Regions from separate parts of the Gossypium hirsutum genome. Here region 2 is linked to region 1. The links are chromatin contacts, called in public Hi-C maps. All regions are on one chromosome and are shown on one strand. Each heading gives the region's core, a stretch centred on a gene start, on an enhancer-like site or on the middle of the called end of the contact. The rest is flanking DNA. Distances are from core to core; before and after follow the strand shown. Region 1 holds the start of LOC107945517 (transcription factor TGA1). Region 2 has its middle 9.3 kb from the start of LOC121224738.

Evidence for each region. A called contact is a pair of places that touch in the nucleus more often than the background predicts.
Region 2: a Hi-C map of callus shows a contact between it and region 1, with 2.0 times the contacts expected there. The contact joins the enhancer-like site here to the promoter of LOC107945517 in region 1. A contact is called at or near these places in 3 of 34 Hi-C or Micro-C datasets (callus, leaf and petal).

What each region holds. Positions count from the first base shown.
Region 1 is chrD12:34,835,574-34,840,070 of Gossypium_hirsutum_v2.1, forward strand. LOC107945517 (transcription factor TGA1) reads right to left here and starts at 1,773. Exons shown (of 9, transcript XM_016879567.2): 1 at 1,429-1,773.
Region 2 is chrD12:35,064,424-35,068,889 of Gossypium_hirsutum_v2.1, forward strand. No RefSeq gene overlaps it. Among protein-coding and RNA genes, the nearest start is that of LOC121224738, 9.3 kb to the right of the region's middle. Within about 2 kb of position 1,493, at least 7 of the 9 cell types and tissues checked have an H3K27ac peak or open chromatin away from gene starts, as enhancers often do. A contact at or near this core is called in leaf, where this site is marked.

The DNA of each region.
Region 1 (4,497 bases), core at 523-3,022:
AGAAAGAAAAATATCGCCCCAATCTAAACTTTGATTTTCAGCTTCAACTTCAATTCAAAAGAATCATTTAAAAGCTCCTATGCAAGTATCACAGCTTCAACAATCAGGACACTGCTGCAAGCTCCTATAATCTTTCTTTCCGTTTCCCCCTTTGCATTACATGTTCTATCATCAAGTTAAAGTTCCCACTCCCTCCCCAGTCTAATTCAGTCATAATAACCTTTGAAGATACTTAATACTGTGCATCGGCAATTAGACCCTTTTATTTGGACATATAGAAGCCTAACAGTTAAGGAAGATAAATCTATGCTGCATAGTAGGATCGGCAACAGCACTGATTGCTGTGCAAGGTCATAGATAATAGAGAATAGTTGGTAAAGGATGGACAATGACATCTTTTTGTGCTTCCCCGGCCTGTTTATGATTCCACTAAAGAGCAATCAATTACGCAAAATCAACTTAAATTTAGTGCTTTCTTCTCAGAAAACACAGATTATTTGTATCCAAGTGTGAGAAAAGACTGAAAACCAATTATGATTCTCCTCTACCCAGCTCAGTCTTAAGCTGTCAACTGTTTTCATTATTGGAGCTCACTGTTCACTTGTCTCTTATGTTCATGGTGGACCTATTGCTACTCCTGTTCCTAGTCCTAAAATTCTTCATTACCATCAAAACTAGCAAGATTTTCTTCCATAGGACCTTTCTTAATATGCACAAAACAAATAACAAAACTTGCAGAAAAAATAGTTTCTTCTGCTTCAAAAGTAGATTGCATAGCAGTGAAATAATTGTAGATCCAAGCAAAATCGCAACAGGTTGAATAAAACAAAGAAGAATTCAAAGAAAACCCAAAACATTTAAATAAAATTATGCATAAGCATATGAATATGGATAAGGAAGAATTGAGAGCTTCTATTTGAGCCATTCAATAGCAACAGATGGAAAAAAAAAAAAGCAGCAAACTCGAAAATCAAATCTGAAAGGAAACATGATTAATAATCAATATTTATCCCATCTATTTTTTCACCTCTGAACAAAAGTTCCACCAAAAAAAAATCATCCAAGATAGAGAAAAGAGAAATAAAAGATGCATGGCTAACAATTAAATGCTAAACCCAGAACCAAAGAAATTAGCCAAAAAAGTAAATGAATAAAAACCCATTCCTTAACCCCAAAAAATTTCAATACTTCTCTTAATTTACATCTTACATAAAAACAAAAATAACAGAGAAAACTCCAATTAAACCGAAAAAAAGTTTAATTCAAAGGAAAAACACAATACTTGAAAACACCCTTTGTTTAAACAACTTAACCAGTTTTTGAATGTTATATTTTTGTGTTATTTTTCTCCCCCAACTCTCCCGGAAACCAAACACCCACCAAAATTTTTCAAAAAAGAGAGAAGAAGAAGAAAAAGGGAAAACCAACCTTCTCGTTTGAAGGGTCGTTAGAAAGAGTTTCCCGCTAAATTTATAGGTCCAAAAGCAGCACAAAAAAAAAAGTTGAAATTCAACAAGCAATGGCTCCTTCTTGTATCTAAATCGCCCTCAGTCTCATCACTCCCAACATCAATCCTACTGAGAGCACCACACCTTAATACACCCCATTCAAACTGTTCCACCAATCTTTTATATTTTCTTTTTAAAATATTCTTTTTTTCTACTAATAATAATTTGTATTCTTTCGTATAAATTTCTTTTTCTAATTATCATTTTGCATTTGTCTGTGTGTTATCGTGATCTTACACACTACACTGAGTCGACAGCAACACCATTAACAATTTTTACATTATATTAAAAAAAACAAATTTATTAATTATTAAAAAGAATTGCCCATCTTTCCACTATCGCTAATGTGCGCACCAGGTGGCTTCTTATCCTACGCACCCCTCCCTTTTAACCTACGCACATCCTTCTTCCCTTCCTTGTCTTGATAACTCACGTCATTTTTCCCGGCGGAATTTGTTTTTGTCTTTAGTGGGAAGTTAGGTTTAAGCGCTTGGTGAGAGCGTGGGCGGGAAATTCAGGCGAAGGAGTTGACGCGTGCGTGTAACCGCCTCACAAGGAGCGTGGAAAGGTATTTTAAAGTTTTTTGTTTCGATTTTATGCTTTTGGTGGTGGGATGGTAACGGCTATTCCATTGAGAAATTCGGGGGTAGGGACGGGTAACAAAAAGAATATGTGAGCTTATTAATATTTGATATACTGAGATTCTCTAAGGGTAGTATTGGAAATTTAAAATAAAAAAAGAATTTGAATCTTCTTGGAAGAATAATGAACATGTTTGCCCATTACTAAAATATATAAGATGGATGTGCAGGAAGCTTCGATATACTTACTTTAGACTCAAGTTTAGGGTAGAGGTGCTCATGGGCCGAGTCAGGTTCGGGTTGGGCCCATAAAAAATTTTGGCCCGGGCCCGGCCTAAAATATGAGCCTAAAATTTTGCCTAGGTCCGGCCCGAGAAAAAAATTATAAGCCCAGGCCCAGCCCGGCCGGGCTCATTTTTTTAATAAATACCAAAAATTTATTTCAAAAATTAAAAAAAGTATTTTAAAATTTAAAAAAAATTAAAAAGTATTTTAAAAATATTTAAAATTTTAAAAAAAGTATTTTAAAAATATTTTAAAATTAAAAAAATTTTAAAAATAAATATATTTATTATATCGGGCCGGGCCGAGCCCGGGCCAAAAAAGTGGTTCTCGAGGCTCGGCCCGTTTTCTAAATGGGCCTAGTTTTTTTGCACAAGCCCATATTTCGGGCCTATATTTTTACCCAAACCCTCCCATATTTCGGGCCGGGCTGCCCGGCCAATGAGCACCTCTAGTTTAGGGTATTTTAACATCAAACTTTGTATGTGAATATAGAAACAAATCTAGAAACAAATGTATGTTTAAAAATAACATACAATAAGTCTGCTTTTTAACATGTTTCTGTCTGCCGCCGCTGGCAGGTTCTTGTTTTTAGATTTATGTTAGTTTTATGGTTCTCTTGAAAGATCTTGACTGTGCTATTTGTATCAAGGGTTGTAACACGCTTAATCCATATCCGTCACCGGAACAGGGTTACGAAGCATTACCGAAGTTTACAGATCAAATACAATTAATTCATTTTATTACTATTCATATCCGAAATCAATCATATTGTTCCTTAAATGGGCCCTCGAGGCTCAAAGTATGCATTTACAATAGGTCAGGACTAAACTGGGAACTCAGAGAATTTTTCGCAAAATTTCAAAAATTTTCCTAGGTGTAGGGGACACACACTCGTGTGGTCAGGCCGTGCACGCTTGTGTCTTAGGCCATGTGGGCATTCGAAATAAGGGCACACGGACGTATCCCAACCCGTGTCTAATTTAGGTTGCTTATTGACTTGGGTCACACGGCCAAGCCACACGCCCGTGTGCTAGGCCGTGTGAACAACTTAATTTACATTAATTAGGTGCAGGGGTCACACAGCCAAAACACACGCCCGTGTGCTAGGCCGTGTGTCACACACGGCTAAGACATACGCCTGTGTCTCTGCCCGTGTGGAAATACCTGGGCATTCTGTTTCTTAATTTTAAAGATGCAGGGGACACACGGCCAAACCACACTCCCATGTGTATGACCGTGTGTCACACACTGCTGAGACACATGCCCGTGTCTCTACCCGTATGGACAAAAATAGGTCATTTCCAAGGCCACATTTCACACCCAACTTGGCATCAACCTAACCAACCAATTTTGCACCATTACAAGTCACAATAAGACCTTCAATTCAAGCCAATTTCAAGCTCAATACATGTCATAACATCCCATATTTCCAAGTATTCAATCTTACCTAATTGACCATATAAATATATGAGTATATTTCACCAATTCATGCAACCCTTAACATACTTATGTAACTTCCACCATTCAACCATTTAACACACATCAAATATGATAAGTCTTTATATAATTACAACAAGATATGTTTAACACTAGTCATTCCAATGGCTAGTTATAACCAAAACATTATCATGCCAACATTGGCTAAATAACCTATACATGCAATTATAACTTAAATTAGTTTTCTAGTTATACCAAAATGAGCTGAGTGATAGTGTGATGATGCTCCGACCAGCTTCTAACCTTTACGAGCTTCCGAATACTATAAAATAGAGGAAATAAAACAAAGTAAGCATATAATGCTTAGTAAGTTCGTATAACGAGAAATTAACTTACGATTCATTTTCTTTAAAATAAACATATAAATGGCATCCAAATAATTTGGCTAAAATCCTATCACTAATCATGTTAGTCATGTATTTCATATGAATAATAAGCACAAGAATGAGCTCATCAATACCAAATTTCCATGTATTTCATGTATATACAACTAACAATTCACTTTAAATTCATTTATTTTCTCGTATTAGAGTTTACCCATTGAATCATTTAAAATATCAATGGATACCCGGTAGTACACATAAAGTGTACAAGTCTATACTTCGTCAATTCATATTCGGGAATGT
Region 2 (4,466 bases), core at 243-2,742, 230 kb after region 1:
TTATCATATTTATTTTTTGTCAGTCATATACCATGTTATATGAGGACAATATAATCAAAATTTTAAGTTGACAAAATTTAATAAAAAAATTTACAATTTTAATGACTGAATTGAGATTTTTAAATAAAAAAGTAAGACTTAATTTTTAACTTTTTTAATACATAAATTAAATCTCAATTTTTTTTAAAATATAGGAATTAATAGAACATTTTAACCTTTATAAAGAAGAAAGAAACCCGCCTCTTTTTTTTTAAAAGAACAAAAAAACAGGAAAAAAAAAATCCCTGCCTGCATGTTTCACAATGGTTAAAAATTCGTTGTACCTGCCATTAGGTGGGGAACTGAAAAACCAAATAAACCCCTGAAAATGGCATAGAAGCAAGTTGGCCATTGCTTTAAAACCCATTTTCACAGTTATCCAGGTTTTTGTTTTCAATAAAATATAAATTCAGTACTATAAATTCAGTAATTTTTTTCTTCCCTAAGAAAATATACGTATCAAACCCAATCCCAAAACCACCAATACCAAAGGAGCCTCGAGTTCCATATTAAAATATAAATATTTAAACATCAAAACTCAGCCCCCACCTGTCAGCCTTATCCATTCCTTTTTATAAATTCTTCCCCGAGGAAAATCAAAGTCAGCCCATCAATAACTTTTTCCTTACAGTTTTGAAATATTAGATCAGAGATTAAAAGAGATGGCTGATATTGCTATGCTTGTTGCTGAGGAATATGAAAGGAGGGTGAGGATTTCAAGAAACAAAGTTGGGGTTGAAAAGCAACAAGAGTTGGGTTCTTGTGTAGGAGTGTTGGCTTTGAAGCTGAAGACCAAAATTGGGCATCCAAAACTTGAGGTTTTCAAATTGGGTTTTGAGCCGAAATCCCAGATTGGTGTTGCAGCTTTCAATGGGGCCTTTTCTGCTTGATACATTTTCCACTTCTTTCTTGCTTTTCTTCTTTTCATAATCATTGCTTCTAAAGAGCTGTAAATTATTTTTTTAAAATCTTTTCATTTGTAAACCCTGGTCATCGTTAAGAAGCAGAATTTCTGTTTATGATTATTTGATCTTTTGTTCTAACTCGGATTCATGTGCTATCTATTTATCTAATTTCTTTTTTGTCTAAATGTTGCGATAAACAATGATTTGATCTATTTCATATCTGCCGACAACTTAATTGTTGTGGCTTGTGGTTATAATATTAGGTGGTGGTACTCACATTTAGGATCAAATTCTATGAACATCCGTCCCTTCTAAAAAAACACTATTTAATAGGTTGGGATGAATTTAATCTCTGTATAATAAAAAAAATTAAGGATAACTACATCTAAAATCACTCCTTATGTTGTATCACATGTTCTTATTGGGGATTTCAACTAGGAAAGAGATACCCATTTGTTCTCACAAAACTTGTTTCATCATATTGGCACTCGGCTTCAGAACATCTTTTCCCCTTTTCTTAGGCCTTTTTAAGAAAGAAACCATAATGCGCTTGTGGTCCAATTCAATGGCCAATTCCACAAACCCAAAGCTATTAGGGAAGAGCCTACTCCATTCCATATTCATGAGGACCCTATCAAGTTTTTCCCAAATATTTTGATCCTTAGAATGAATATCTCACCAAGTAAAATCACCTCCATAATATCCACATCAAACAAATAATTTTCATTAACCCATGTATTAAATTCATCAACCAAGTAACCAGAAGGGTCTTTTATTAAGGTAGTTAGTATCGTATTAGTGGATATACCGATTTTTTATTAATATTAGAACATATTAATTTCAATTTATTTCAATGCACCGTTTCAGATTTATTAATATTTTTAAACACATTTGATATATATATAAATAAAAATATTTACAAAAGTCAAATAATAAGATTAAATAAATATAAAATATTATGTAAATTTTAAAATACCAAAAAAAAGATACTCATCAATTATATAAAGTATAAATTATTCCATAAATTAAACAATAAAATCATCCCCTATAATTCTATAACAATTTATAATTCAAAAAATTCAAAATAAGTAATAAAAATGTATTTAAATTTAAAATTAATTTTTTTACAAATAAATAATAAAAAATTAATTTTAAAATATTTTTTAAAATTAAATGTTTTTATACCAACTCATATACCATATTTTATCTGGTACAAGCGAAATTAACCGATATGGATTAAAATTTACACTAAAACGGAACTTAATTTTATTTTTTTTGATTTACTATTGGAATGAAACGTTCTAACTAATATAAATTATACCAAAACTATCCTCTACCATATTTCTCTTGGGACTTGAAAATATTAACATCTCCTATAGCCTTCCATGCTTCATCATTTCTCCCACAAGCCATCTCATTCCAAATAGTGATTCTATACATAAAACAAAAAAAAAAAACAAAAAATACATTTCCATCTATCCTAACGTCCCAAATATGAGAATTAATAAATTTCTTTGAAGACTTAAAAATAATAATATTAACCTTCAAATGCCACCGTAGGGACAATTCTTTAAATTTATCCAGACTTCGCATAAATGGAATTTTATAAGTGCAATTTTATATACCACAACATACGAGAAACCAATACTATTTTTTTTCTTCCCGAAACATTCTATTGTTATTTACCGTTATTGTTTAGATAATATGAAAGAGTTAATGGAAGTATTTTATTGCAGTGGTTATTATAGTTTGACATTGTTAAAAACTGTTGTAACACCTCTTACTTGAGCTTGTAACTAAGCTGGAACAAAAAATGTCACATTTTCAAGTCAATCACTTCATCAAAGTTAAATTATTCATTCAGACCTATTCAAGGTCATTCACGTTCAGGGTCCTTTTTAAAGCAAAACAAGAAAATTTTCAGTCACAATCAGCATGTCTCGAGGCAAGAATCTGTATATCTTGAGACATTACTCTAATACTGTAGCAATTTTGGTTCGAAATTTGCTTGTCTCAAGACAAAAGTGCATATGTCTCAAGACATGGCCCTGAGACTGTAGTATTTTAGGTTCGAAATTAACCTATCTCGAGACTTTAACTCTTATGTCTCGAGACCTAGAATAGGGGATCCACAAATCATGTTGTAAACATTTCTGAAACAATATCTAAACATCTTTATTTCATTTCCATACATTCTCGGTCACTTTCCAAGCTTAAAATTTCATTGAAGGTCAATGTAATCTTCACAAATTCATTTTAACCTCTCTTACATATTAGCAATTCTGTCTCTTGTATCAACTTTTTAGCATTACAACTCTTCTATTATTTTTCCTCTTCCTCCCCCCTCCATTCCACATCCTATATGTACATGTGTGTATATACATATGAAAAACTTTGGCTTTTAATATAGCATGTCTATATGTAATATTCATTATTTTTTTCACTAATTGCACATATACTCTTAATAAGGTTGTCTACTTAAGTAGTACTCACTAAATTATTTATATCTTAGCCTAAAGAATTAGGAATTAAGATCTACTTGTTGTTTTTGAAACTAGACTTATTGGAATTTTCATCATAAAAATTCAATTTTTTTAAGGAAGTCAATTAATACACTAATTTCTTCAAATTCTCCCCTATTATATTGCAAGGTAGCTTTAACCTACTTTCACTAAAATACATTTATCTTTTAGTACAAAATTTGTATAAGGTTTCTGTTTGTTTCTCTTGAAAATAGGCTCATTAGGCTTTTCATATATATATAATTAATTTCTTAATTATTTTTGTATAATTTTTAATGATTTTTTCAAATTTAGTACAAGGGAACCCGAAATCATTCTGACATTATCTCACTAAAGTTAATATATCTCAAAACCTAGAATTACATTGCTTACATTGTTTCTTCTAAACAAAACTAGACTCAACATTCTTTAATTTCATATTAGTTTCAACATCTAACTCGATTTTATTTGGTGAATTTTCAAACTTAAGCTATTGTTGCTATCCAAAAATTGTTTTAATGAAAATATTTGCTTTTCCATGATTTTTTGAACAAACTTTCATTTAAACATACATAATAAATATACTTTTGCTACTATTCATTTTAATCATTTAGATTTAATAAGATATTCATTTATTTAACTTAATACTTTTCATAATACAAATCATATTTCTCTCTCTTACATGAAAACTTGGTGTTTTTATATAACGTACTTCATCAAATACTTTCTATCTCAACTATGTAAATTAAAATACACATATAATACATTTCATTGATAAAATATTTAAACCAACTCATTGAAATACAAGTAAAGCTAATATGAAAACTTACCTCTTTTGACAAGATTTTCTTCTATTTTGCTTATCATCCATTTCTTTCTCAACTTCATCACTATCCTTCTCTTTTCTTTTAGTCTTCTTCACTTCCATTTACTAATTTCTTGCTTCTAAATTTTTGATCATACTCTTTAGAATTTCTACTTCATTTTTACTCTTGGGTGCACCTAGAAATTCTCAAGAATT